Regions from separate parts of the Xenopus laevis genome. Here region 2 is linked to region 1. Evidence: chromatin contacts called from public Hi-C data. All regions are on one chromosome and are shown on one strand. The core of a region is the stretch at or near the end of the contact, and the rest is flanking DNA. Distances in the headings are between cores, read along the strand shown. Region 1 has its middle 30 kb from the start of efl1.L. Region 2 holds the start of mex3b.L (RNA-binding protein MEX3B-like).

The links. Hi-C and Micro-C count contacts between places; a contact is called where the count stands out from the background.
Region 2: a Hi-C map of the XL177 cell line shows a contact between it and region 1, with 2.3 times the contacts expected there. A contact is called at or near these places in 2 of 4 Hi-C or Micro-C datasets (the XL177 cell line and the XTC cell line).

The regions. Positions count from the first base shown.
Region 1 is chr3L:111,622,131-111,629,443 of Xenopus_laevis_v10.1, forward strand. No RefSeq gene overlaps it. Among protein-coding and RNA genes, the nearest start is that of efl1.L, 30 kb to the left of the region's middle.
Region 2 is chr3L:111,851,128-111,857,931 of Xenopus_laevis_v10.1, forward strand. It overlaps mex3b.L (RNA-binding protein MEX3B-like), which reads left to right and starts at 3,569. Exons shown (of 2, transcript XM_018253143.2): 1 at 3,569-4,376; 2 at 5,006-6,804. The coding sequence starts at 4,145. The coding sequence ends at 6,309.

The sequences.
Region 1 (7,313 bases), core at 2,156-4,655:
ATAGAATGTTACAATTCCTGACAATGCCTCCTGTGCTATTCCATGTAAAACTATCATGTATGTAAACGTGACAGGTGTGCTCCCACATGTTGTTATGATACAGCTGCAAGAAGCTGTCAACATTATAATTGAGCCTGATTCGCAAGTATAACTGAAGCATAAAGACGTGGGTGCAACACCGATCAAATCTGTCTGGACTTTTTGCTCCAATCTTGTGGGACCACCCAAAAAATGTTTTGCTGTGGTTCCCAGTAATGTATTCTCCGCCTGTTCTTATAAAAACGGTGCATTCATGGTTGATATGCGTAGGATCACCTTATGTCAACTGTAACCTAAGTGATAAAATGAATGTGTGAGTTAATGGGTCGTGACGCATTTGCTCTACATTTGACTTACGGTGACTGGAATTGATATTGGAAAGTGTAGTTCACCAAAAGCTCTTTGTATTATAGATTCCTTTTTCAAGTAACCGCCTGTCTAATGAAAAGAAGAAACTATACTCTTTAGTATTTGGTCAAGTCGTCTTTATCAGATGTATGAAAATATGGCCAGATGCCCTGCTGTAGTTTAGTAATATCCCAGGTAGAATATTAGAACTGACTTCCACCCCAAGCTTCTTATATTACTTTGGGCCATCATATATGGACCAGGCCAAAACTTGTCTTAGAGCAAGACCACTTTTACCTTATAACATTTGGAACATCTCAATGCACTCCTGCAATGTTCATGTTAATAGTGCTATCATATATCATTTGTTTACCTGCTAAGCCTTATTAAATCTCTTACCATGTCTATACCATACTTTCCATATCACCACCAAGATCCAAGCAGTTGAGAAAAGACTTGTGTATTTTTCAGTTGTTTAGAGCATAACCTGGAAATATTAATTTATTATGTGTGTGTGTATGTGTATATATATATATATATATATATATATATATATATATATATATATATATATATATATATATATATATATATATATATATATATATATATATATATATATACTGAAAGAATGTGTTTGCACTCACAAATATCAATAGGTGTTTATTAAAAAGTGATTGAAGTTTCGGCTAGCACTCAAGCCTTTCTCAAAGTAACTAAACAAACGTACAACTGTCTATTTAAACGCTCAGTGGCAGGAAAGAATCGTGTGTGGCATCATCAATTAGCATCAAAATAGTACACAACCAAAACTGGTGCTGCTCAACTGTAAATAGTAACACAGTTCAAATGGGTGTTTTTCTATATCTAAGGTTCAGGGCACATAGGCAGATTCAGGGAGATTAGTCGCCCGGCGACAGATCTCTTCTTCGGGGCGACTAATCTCCCCGAACTGCCTCCACTGCTTTCCCGCCAGCTAAAATGTAAATCGCCGGCGGGATGGCATTTTAGCCAGCAAGAAGGCAGGGGTGGCAGTTTGCGGAGATTAGTTGCCCCGAAGACGAGGCGATTTATCGACGGGTGACTAATCTCCCTGAATCTGCCTGTGCCTTATACTTTTACTTGGCCTTTGTCTTTCTCTTTTCTGTATCTTGGTCTCACAGTGTTGGTTTAATTTACTTCTGACTTGTTTGACTTTTCTTTTTATTGAATTGTTTAATTTGTTACTTTCACTATTCTTTTATTTTTTCTCGACCACATTACATACAATCTCGAATATTTTGCTAAATGCAACCTGGCACTAGCCTTTTTTTGTTGCTAAGAGTTCAACGCAGTTATGACTTATTTGCACATTTTGCTAATACATTTTTGAGCATTTCACAAGATATCTCAGGGTTGCTGGTCATTTCTTCGTCTAGTGTGTGTGTGTGTGTGTGTGTGTGTGTGTGTGTGTGTTTTTTTTTTTCTTCGTCTTCTTCTTTGAAGTGTCCTTTTGTTAGTTTAATTAAACAACACAATCTTTCGTATCTTTCTGTAATTTGGATCTTCATACCTTATGTCTGCTAGAAAATCATGTAATTGTTAGCTATGATGGATACTTCTGGGATGTTACTGGTGTTAGTTGATGGAAAGAGAACCATTTCAGTTTTAGAGAGGTTTAATTTAAGGTAGCGTTGCGACATCCAGGTAGAGATAGAGGACAGGCAGGAGGAGACGCGAGTTAGGAGTTCTGGATTGAGATCAGAAGATGAGAGATAAATCTGAGTATCGTCAGCATAGAGGTGGTAGTGGAAACCATACGAGTTGATTCATTTGCCGAGGGAGGAAGTATAGAGGGAGAATAGTAATGGTCCCAGGACAGAACCTTGAGGAACCCCAACTGAAAAAGGTAGGGGAGAAGATGCTACTCTGTTGTAGGAGACACTGAAGGAACGATTGGTGATGTAAGAAGAGAATCAGGACAGGGCCATGTCACGAAGGCCAAGTGAATGGAGGGACTGGAGGAGGAGAGGGTGATCTACAGTGTCAAATGCAGCTGAGAGATCAAGCAGTGAGAAATGATTGTTGGCTTTAGCAGTTAAAAGGTCATTAGTTAGTCGAGTCAGGGCAGTTTCAGTGGAGTGTTGTTGGCTTAAAACCAGATTGTAGGGGGTCCAGCAGATTATTGTCAGAGAGGAATAAGGTTAGTCGGTTGTAGACTAGGCGTTCAAGTAGATGATGAAAGGTAGCAGAGAGATAGGTCGGAGGTTGTCAAGATTGGAGGGATCAAGAGAGGGTTTTTTCAGAATGGGGGGGGGGACAAGAGCATGTTTTAGTTGAGAAGGAAATCGTCCAGTTGAGCGCGAAACATTAAATAGGAGTTAAGGCTTTGATTAGACAAGGATTGGTATTGCGGAGAAGTTTTGAGGGAATTGGATCAAGCGGGCAGGTGGTAATGTGAGAAGAGGCCAAAAGCTGTGAGACTTCCTTGTCAGTGACTGGGGTGAAGGAGCACAGGAGAGACTGGGGAGTGGTGTAATGTCCCTTCTGATAGTGTCAATTTTGTTTTTGAAGTGCTCAGCAATATCTTGAGCAGAGACAGATGTGCATGGAGGGGGTGGAGAAGGGGAAAGGAGAGTGTTAACGGTGGAGAAAAGTTGTGCTGGTTTTTTAGAAAGGCAGTTAATGAGTGAAGTAAAGTATGTTTGTTTGGCTTGGAAGAGGCTGGTGTTATCCCCTGTCTGCTAAAACACATTTGAAAGTAATATTAAGACTTCTGCCCTAGTTTTGCAGTAACCGCTTATCATATGTATGCAAAAAAAAAAAAAAAATCAACCACACACTTGCATAGGGAATTTAGGGAATGGTTGTCCCTTTTAGTTTTCGTCCTTCGTTAAACATTGACTTTTAAATTGCCTGCTGTACCAGAGGGTTCTCACTAGATGGCACTATACTTTCACTCTTAGTCAGTATTCAGAGTGTTTCTTTTAATGCCAGTCTCAGAAAACAGCATGACATCATGGATTAGCAGTAGGATAATTATCTACTACTGAGCACTGCTTTGTGTTGACTTCTAGAATGTAGCTCTACTGACAGCCTGTAAGTAATAGATATATTGACTTCCATCCGCCTGACCCTATTGTTAGGACAGCAAAAGACCACTCTAACAGCAGAATGGTTAATTAATTGAAAATAATTAACCTTAATTGGTGGAATTTTGTGTTTTTAATAGGTTCATACCATGAATATCTGTGTTTTAAACTGTAATTGTAATTAAGCTGTAATTGAATGAATATTTCTTTCCAGCTAACCAGGAGCTACACTGGAAGCTTTTTCCAACTGGCTATTATTACTATTGAGGCATGCAGCATTTCTGTTAGCTACTCTACAAATGTCTCAAAGTTCTGTAGTCTGCCCGAGAGGTGGAAATGTGATGTTAATAACTAGGATTTGCATCCAATTCTGTGCTGGTATTGCATGGCATGGCGAGAAGCAGTACTGGCAGCAGCACTCTCCATTCATAATCACTTCATCCACTCTTAGAGGTGGTCCGTGGACATGTAGCTTAAAGAGAACATAATTATAGAAATGCACATTTAATGGGAGTAGCTGAGCTGCTAAGTGTATATATCAAATACAAACACAGTTTGTTATAAAAATTATAAGAGATCCCTTGTTATACTGTGAACCTGAAGTTCCTCCTGTTGGCAATATCAAAGCTTATTAAATACATTGTGGTTTTTATTCATACACATCTGATACCTGCTTTAGTAGAAATCATCCCCTTTTGGGCTTTGGTTTCTCATGTCACATTATAACAAGATCAGAATGTTTAATAAATCATATTAATGTGACTAACCGGCTTACTGGGAGGAATACTGATTTCAATTGTCGAGAATAGGTGACCTGTTTTTGTCATGATTTTTTGTTCAGTTTTACCATTGCAGAAGCCAGGTAAAACATAATTGCTTTGTGTTGCTTGCAGCTCTGATCATAGTGGATGCTGACTTGTGATGTAGTACATGTATAGAATCTATCTGGAATGCTTGGGACCTGGGGTATTCCGGATAAAGTGCCTTTCCATAATTTGGAAAGCCAATCAGATTTTTGTTTTGCCAATATGTATTCATGCAGTTTAGTTGCAATCAAGTACAAGGTGCTGTTTTATTATTACATATTAAAAGGAAATCTTAAAAAACTGAAAAAAGGAGAATTCAACCCTTAACTAAAAAAACCCTATCCCCTACCCTACCTAGACCCCCCTCCCTCCTCCTCCCCAAGCCTAGAGGCGAACCCGGGTAATTGCCCCTAACTTTTTACTTACCCCTCAGTGCAGATTCAATGATCACAGTTCACGGCAGCCGTGTTCCGGGTCTTTGTGTCGTCTTCCGGCGCTTCAGCAATTTCCGTCTATTTCGGGGCATGCACAGTTGTCGCAAACCGGGAAATTGCTCCAACTGCATGTGCACCACTTTGCTGGTCTCAGTCTCAGATTACCGAAGACCTGGAAGATGGCTGCCATGAACTGAGATCCCTGAATTTGCACAGAGGGGCAAGTAAAAGGTTAGTGGCATTTCCGAGAGCTAGGCGCGGGAGGAGGGAGGGGGGTCTATGTAGGTTAGGGGGGGTATGTTTTTTGTAGTTGAATTCTTCTTTAAATCGACCTTCCCATAATTTGGAGCCTTTTAAATACCAGGTTTCCAGGTAAGAGATCCCTTACCTGTACATAGGGTTGCTACCTTTTTAGAATAATTTTATCAACAGGGATGGTCCACAAGGGGTATGCCATGACATCAATGGGTGGAGCTATGATGTCAGGGGTTGGAGTCATGACATCCAGAGGGTAGAGTCCTGACATGAAAAATAGATCAGCTGCAGATTTACTATAGGAGTAAGGGAGGGGCGAACTGGGTGGGTTAGAGGTGGGCCAGGGGCATACTAAGTTGTTATTACAAATTTACCAACATGTATATAGCTAATATATTTTATAGAATTGATTGGTTGCTATTGGTTACTGCACCTGTGCAAACTTGGTGCCTTTTATTGCTTAACCCCCTAAGTTGTTATTACAAATTTACCAACATGTATATAGCTAATATATTTTATAGAATTGATTGGTTGCTATTGGTTACTGCACCTGTGCAAACTTGGTGCCTTTTATTGCTTAACCCCCTAAAGAATTAACCTTTTGAAGAGGCTCTAAAGTAACTTGTCTGTAGATCAGGCTAGGTAACTTCCATTGTAAAAAGAGCAGAGATTGGTAAGTCAGTCTATTTGATTAGGAACCAAAACAGCCGACAGCCAACAGACATTGATAATTGAGGAGCCAGCACAGGCTGGGCAACCTCAATCATTTAGAGTTTTGTTTTCAGTTTTGCCTCTTGAACAATGCTTGGACCTTTCCAACCCTTGATGTCTGGCTGCAGGTATTGGGTTCCAATCCTTCATAGTAAATTAATATGGCTAATCTAAAGATATTGATGTGTACATTTATCTAGTTATTTTTGCTAGACAAATATATATGTAAAATAAAATAGCATGGTTTGTGTACATTTACTTTTAGACATTAAGTTAATGCCTTCTGTTATGGGAAAGCCCAAATCAGTATTCAGCAAACTGTACTAGAAGAACAACTAAAATAAAGCAAGTCAGGTGAGGAAATGGATGTGCTGGCTGACCTGCCAAAATTACACATATAATACACAGTTTCTAGTAGGGAAGCTTTCAATTTAACTTCAGTAGGTTAGCTAGGGCTAATGGGACAAATTCCTTGCAAGCGCAAATGTTAAAGATTTTTTTTCACTATTACTTACTGATATAGAGCTATTGGTGGTGTTCTACGAAATCTTTATAAGGTTTGTACTTATTCAGATCTTCAGATAACATTTCCTTTCTTACATTATTTCTTTGTAAACGCAAAACATACTCACATTTCTGCACTTACTCGCTCCATCTCCGAGACTAAATTGTTCTCATTTATATTCCATTATCTCCTGTAAACCACTTGAATTTAAAGACAAGTCTGCTATCATTTAATATGTGGAAAGCCAAGTGTTTATAAAGATAACATTTATTGTTGCCTATAGTTTAAGGTGAAGGGGAGAGGGAACGAAAATCCAACGCTCATCTATAAGCCATTTCCTCTGAAAAAAAAATTGGTTTGGGCTTTACAATTACACAGGACTCACTGCCATTGTGATAGCTCTAGAAATAAGGGGCATTTAAGTAAGTGCGGCAATTTCCCATCCGTTTGGAGCACTAGATGGCTATTGGGGATTGGAAATGAGGCGTGAAGACTTTTTGTTTTTTGACCTTTTTATGTCACCATCAACCAACTAAATGTTTCTATTTGTGCCATGCTATTTTGTATTGTAACAGTTAAAACACTAGCATGTTGTTATCTACAGTTGCCTTACTCACAAACATCCTTACAGAACCTCAATATTCAAAAATAAATAAATAAATGCTTAAAAATGTCAGTGTGACTTTGATTAATATGTAAAATTTCAGCATTGATGATAGCTGAAGGGGTTTTCCTTGACTTATCTCGTTATACGAATCCCTTTTGAGATGATACACTTGTTAGCTATTCCTCTTGAATTGAGGTTTAATTTTTAATTTCAGGTTTTTTTTTAGAAAGTCACTGACACATTATAAACTTTGGTACTATGTAAAATCTGTAGTCATGCAATATACATGGGCCTGAAATGGTTCATAAGTATACTTTTTTTTTTTTTTTTTTTACTTTTAAACAAACTTGATTCCAAAGATTGAAAGGAAAACCATGATACCATGGTCTACACTAGCTGGGACATGTTTTCCTCCTCCTCATGTTATGTTCACGGTGTTATACATCCCCTCCCGCGCCTTTTTCTATTGTGAAGTGATGGATTCTGGGACTAGAAGTCCCTTTGCTTTCTATAGTGTGCACAGATGCTCTAGAAAGC
Region 2 (6,804 bases), core at 2,319-4,818, 230 kb after region 1:
GCCTTCATTGATTGCCTGCTCCAAAAGGTTTTCCGGTGTGCACCCTATCTTGTCCAAATTCAACCCGAGACCGATGCGGCCCGTTGTGTTGCTCAAATTTATATCCCTTCACCTGACCCATCATTGATGTCACTGGAGGGGTTGGAACAGGGCGAGTGTGAGTAATAAGTAAACACTGCAATGTCATTAGTGGGGCTGAACAATGTGAAAAGATTAGAGACAGGCTGGGCTGGAGCTGAATAGGGCCGCCTATCTAGCTCTGGGGTAAATTGGTCAGCCCAAACATGCCTGACTTTTGGGTCCTGTGGGTTTTGGCCTGATCCGCATATCACTACTGTAGAACAGAGTTGGGCTGGCACAAGACTGGAGCTCAGTCAAAGGATTGCTGCAAAAATGATTCATTATTTACATATGCAAAAAAACCTTTCACTTTTTGTGCTTTTCCGGGGCACTTAATTATAAGCTACTCTAGGTAACCAGGTCAGGGGAACAAAAAAGGGTGAGTCAAAACATGTATGTGAGTCGACGTGTCTGAGATGTCTGCCCATGTGCAGATAAGGGTGGCTGTAACTAGCGGGTGACTAGCAGACACCAGGGGGTAGATTTATCATTCATTTCTATGGTATTTTCAAAGGCGTATTTATGAAAGGGAGATAGTGAAAGTTCACCATCTGATAAATACGCCTTTAAAAACCCCATAGAAATGAATGGAGAGAAGCGGTATTTCACTCTGCGGACTGTGGAGATCTCTAATTTCACTCTTTGATAAATCTACCCCCAAAAGTTTAAAAGTTGGTTTTATATTTAAGGTATTTGAAAGGGTAGTTTCATATTTAGGATATTTCAATTTTCGTGAAAGAGTTTGTATACAAAATGCTTGTCAAAATACACAATCAGTAACACAATGTGGGGGGAATTTACTAAAACTTTTTTTTTTATTATTATTAAAACAAAGTTGACCTAACTCCCATCCACAAATTTAAGTCATTCATCAAATAATAAGCTTGAAAAAGTTGGCTCACGAAATATCTTGATAGAATCAAACGAAAATTGAAATAGTATGATTAGAAGTCTGAATGGCTCAATTTTTTCCCAGTTGCCATACGAAACCCCCGAATTTTTCGGATTATCACACGAAACCCAGTACAAATCACAACCTCTTCAAATTGTAAAAGGCACAAGACATCTGCAATTGACTTTTTACATGACTTTGACAGGTTTTTTTTTAGATTTTTTAGCAGCTTTTGGCTATAATGCTAGAAATGCTAGTTTTCCCCTTTAAAAACTCTACCAGAAAAAAAAAACGAGGTTTAATAAATAGGCCTCAAAGTCCCTTTGCCTGTAAGTCATTCCCACACTGTTATCACAGTGAATATATTTTTCCATTACAGAAGTGGATATTTGCTAGTGGCCTGAGCACTGCTAATGTACTGTACATGTGTTGCCAGAGCCACTGGGGGAAACAGTGCTTTCAGACTCAAAATGCACAATTCTGCACTGGGAATGAACTTATTTAAGCACAAGCAATAACATTGGGGCTGTAGGATTTACAAGCAGAAGGACATTTAGCATTAGAATACTGTATGTATTGTATATAATAAATTATTGGCAGGTGCTTGGCCGTGCTCTTTGTTTGGGGATTCAGAGACGGTCCCTTAACTGCGCCAGCTCCACCTGAACTCTTGTGGTTTATGACATCACACAGTAATGTTCTGGCTGTGAAACCTCATTTGATGGTGTTGGGAAGCCATCTGTTTAGCCTTAACAATAATAAATGCTCCTGGCTCATCAGCTAACAGGTTACCACATGTTGTTTTAACTACGGAAATCAAATGAACAGCATATTTCTAAAAGTAGTGGGGACGGTGAGTGTATGGCCCCTCCAGTTGTTGCTGACTTGCAACTTGTTATTGGGAAGGCTGAGAGTGGCGGGAGTTGGTTGTGCTGCAGACATAACGGTGTCTATTGTTGTCTGCCACACACTGGTGATACGCACACAAAGCAATAGCAAGTGCATCACCTCCACTATCAAGTGCTGCTCCACCTGCAACCTTCACATTGGCTCAAGCAGCTCACAGCACAACATGTCTCCTTCAGGGGCATCACATCTACTCAGATTACTGAGGCCAATTTCAATTTTTTAACATTTTAGCTGTGTGTCAGGGCCTTCTAGTACTGGGGAAAAACCAAGGTAAAATGATTTGTATCAGTATAAAGTAGTGTGGGATTATGACAAGGCACAGTAATAAACAAAGGACATGAGATGAGTAGAGACAAAGTCCTTTGTTTGCCATGATTGTAGCCTTGCAGCAATTAACAGGGGGCAACAGGTCACCAGGCAACCCTTCATTCTCCTGCCCGTGATCTAAACATCCGGAGGAAATGGCGAGTCCCTGTAATAAACACCCAAAGAGTGGACAAGTACCTGCAAAATGGTGCATCTATTTGCATAGCAGACTGGCAACAAAAACATTCATTCATATTCAGGGGGAACGTGTTCTATGGACAGGGTGTGGCGGGACTGACTCTGAGAGAATCGGGGCAGCGGGAATGCAAGAGTCTCCTTTCTGCTCATATAATACCGAGGGCTGCAGAACAAAGAGCGCCTCACTGGGATCCTCACATGTCTGGGCATATCCCCCTCGTTATGGAAGGGTCCAACATGGAGCCCATTGCCCTCACTTTACACGATTGCCTGCGCCCAGAGACCCCACTGTAGTGATAATAATAATAAAGTGGCAGAGGCGGGAAACCGCGCCAGTAAATAAGTAAAGCGTCGTGTGTGGAACTTTAGACACCGGTAACAATGGAACCAAAGTTTATTGAATCACTGATAATAAAATCAATTCCTCTTGGGGCCGGTGCGTTGTGCTCCAGAAACTAGAATTCCTGTTCTTGAGGTGAATATTTGGGAGAAAACGAATTGCTGAGTCTCCTTTGTTTAGTAACAGAGCTCGGTGTTCCTAAGGTGGGGATGCTGGGAATTGTAGTTTCCTGTAGCTCAATAAAGCCTGACGAATAGCTCGGGTTGTTGTTATTGTTATGAGGGATCCATGTTTAGTGTTTTCTATGTATATATAGAAGGTAACTTTTCAGTGACACGCATGGAGGAGCATGGGAAAACACAGCCCAGCGCTAATTCCAGCATTACACAAGGGGACATCTACACAACTACACTTCCCAGCATCCTGCCTGTAGTTTTACAACGGGCAGGCGAGGAGAAAGTAGCCTGGTTCTAGTTTGCCTATATGTCACTCATGTGCCTGTATAACTGCAGCAGTTGCAAGAGAGCGACTTCACTAGTCATTGCGGCTTGTTGTTGTGAGTCGGCGGCACGCACTTTTTGCTGTGTTTACGTTTATGCAGCGCAGATGGCTGAGAGCACGCGAGCCCTCAGCAGACAAAGAGAAGCGCATGCTTAAGGTGTGCGGCTCCGCAAGCAGCTGAGAAAGTACTTGGGCTCGGCGGCCAATAGGAATGTCAGATTGGGGCCGGCACATTCCATCATTTGACAGGGATTTGAGGTGCCCGCTCCCATAAAGGGACACAAGGTTGGGGACAAAGAACACCCCCTCAGCATCAGACCACGCTCCGCTAGATCAAGTTTCTATTGTTCTGCATGAGACAACAAAGAAAGGAAGATTTTTGTATTCCTTTCCCTACTGACGGGGAGGGAAGAGGGGCGTTCCAGACGTTGTAACTCCGCCCATTTAATGCCGTTTGGCCAATAGAGGCAACAGAGCTCAGTGTCAGTCCCTTTGTACTGTCAAGCCTTGCTCGTGACGTCACGGCCCTCTTATTCCCTCCTCTAGTGCCGTCTGGCTGCAGTGGCTCAGACAGGAGGGGAGGAAAACGCTGAGTGAGCCGGGGAGGGGCTCCTTAAAGAAACGCTGCCACCTCTGGCATTTTTTGGCCATAAAGGAGTCGGGAAGCTGCGCCTTCATCCCGGGGAGAGCCCATTTTCGATTGCGCTGAACTCTCACCAGCACCATCCAATACTCAGGGGTAGCGGAAGGAACACGAGCTTCTAATCATTGCCGATTCCTCCCCTGTTTCTCTCCTTAGTGCCGGCCGCCTCGCTTTCTCTTTGTGTCTGTTCGTAGCACTGAGGTGAGCGGAGGTGGGGGGAGAAGGCAGCCTGACCATGCCCAGCTCGCTCTTTGCAGACATGGAGAGGAATGGGAGCGGAGGAGGAGGCGAGACCCTGGATGACCAGCGGGCCCTTCAGATTGCCCTCGACCAGCTCTCGCTGCTGGGATTGGACAATGACGAGAGCGCCATGTACGACAACGAGCCGCGGAAGAAAAGCATCAACATGACGGAATGTGTGCCGGTTCCCAGCTCGGAGCATGTGGCGGAGATCGTTGGCAGACAAGGTGAGCAGCTGCGGGGGAATGCTGGGGCTCGGGGTCCTGGGGAGACAAAGGAACGAGCACCTTGGCCGCTCCGAACTACAACTCTCAGCATCCCTGGGACAGCTCTAGGAAAGGGGACTGAGGCTTGTGTTTCCGCAGCATCTGGACTGCCCATTCCTTTGTCTCTTCCTTAAAACTTAGCTGTCTTGTCCTTCCAGCGTGACTGCTGGATCAATGGAGCCTCAATGGCATTACTGCTACTGTGTCTTTAGTGTTGCTCTAATGTTGCCTTTCAGTGTGTCACTGAGTGATGTACCTGCTGCTGTTGTCCCCATTGTGTGTCTGTATGTATGTGTGTGTGTGTGTATGTGTGTGTCTGTATATGTATGTATGTGTGTCTTTATGTGTTTGTGTGTGTGCGTGTATGTGTGTCTGTATATATGTGTGTGTGTGTGTGTGCCAGTGAGTGATGTACTTGCTGCTGTTGTCCCCAGTGCTATTGTGTGTGTGTGTGCCAGTGGCTAATGCCCATGTGGATGGTACTATTGTTGGCCATGCAGAGTGTGAATGAATGGTGTGGCCCTTCTTATGCCTGTACTCCAGCAACACTAACCACTGCTCCATTGTGTCTCCCCCTCCCTCTCTCCCAGGCTGCAAGATCAAAGCTCTGCGGGCCAAGACCAACACGTACATCAAGACCCCGGTGCGCGGGGAGGAGCCAGTCTTTGTTGTGACTGGGAGGAAGGAAGATGTGGCCATGGCCCGGAGAGAGATCATCTCAGCCGCCGAGCACTTTTCCATGATCCGAGCCTCTCGCAACAAGAATGCGGCGGCGTTGAATGGGGGCTCGGTGCCCGCCCCTCCCAATCTCCCTGGGCAGACCACCATCCAAGTGCGGGTTCCTTACCGAGTGGTGGGGCTGGTGGTGGGACCTAAAGGTGCTACCATTAAGCGGATCCAGCAGCAGACCCACACATACATAGTCACTCCGAGCAGGGACAAGGAGCCTGTGTTCGAGGTGACCGGAATGCCGGAGAACGTGGACCGAGCCCGAGAGGAGATTGAGGCTCATATCGCTGTGCGCACGGGCGGACTCATTGAGGTGACGGATGAGAATGATTTTCATGCCAATGGCACTGATGTGGGCTTTGATTTGCATGGCACTGGCAGCCTGTGGAGCAAACCAAACCCGGGCATGAGCCAAAGCTCGGCCAGTCGCAAGGCTTTCTCTAACTATCGCAACGACAGCTCCAGCTCCCTGGGCAGTGCCTCCACAGACTCTTACTTTGGGGGCACTAGGCTGGCCGACTACAGCCCACCCAGCCCTGCACTCAGCTACACTAACAATAACAATAATAACGGCAATGGATATGTGTACAGCACCGGCAGCGAATCCATCTCCCCCGACTGCACTGACCTGGCCTTTGAGTCCGGATTTGACCCTGCCCCTGCCCCGCCGCCTTCTGCTATTATCTGGTCCCAGCTGGAACGCAGCAGCGCCTCCTACCATAACAATGCCAACGGGATCCTGCTCAGCCAGAGGCGGCTCAATGGAGTGGGCTGCACGACTGCCCCCAGGCTCTCACCCCCCCTGCACACATGCAATGGACTGTCCGAGCATCAGTTAGCGCGCAGGGTGCGCAGTGACCCTGGGGGTGGCTTGAGCTATTCTGCCTACAGCAACATGGGCTGCGACTCCTCGTCCTCTTCCTCATCCTCCAGCAGCAGTAGCAGCTCTTCCTCATCCAGCTCATCTTCCTCTTCATCCGGCATGAGGAGAAAGGGCAGCCGTGAATGTTCCATCTGCTTTGAGAGTGAGGTGATTGCTGCCTTGGTCCCCTGTGGGCACAACCTGTTCTGCATGGAGTGTGCCAACCGCATCTGTGAGAAGAACCAGCCCCAGTGCCCAGTGTGCCATGCAGGGGTCACCCAGGCCATCCGCATCTTCTCCTAAATTCCTCCTGAATCTCTTGGAAAGGGCCAAGGAGCAGCTACATTCCCACTTGTATGGTGCCATACACGTGTATATATATATCTACACGGATCCTTTAATATATTAATATATTGTAATATATTAATATTCAGATAATATATATATATTTAGATGTGTTTTTATTTCTTATTCTGTGTCCATCAATGCTGTACATACACTACGAAGCCACCCTGGTTATAACTTGCTTAAATCTATTTAATACCTTATACTGCAACTTAATGCCATGATATTATTTCTTAAAGGGGTAGGGGAAGTCAAGGTGCAAAGTAAACATCTCTGTAACTCTATGTCAGCTGATGCCTTCCTGCTCATGAACTACAGCTCCCACTGCCCCCAGGGGTGTTGTCGGAACATGGTCGGTTGTAGTTCAACAGCAGGAGGGCAATACGTTTAGTTATACACTAATTCATGTTACTGCATTTATCCGACAGTTAATATGGGATGAGCAAAAAAGAT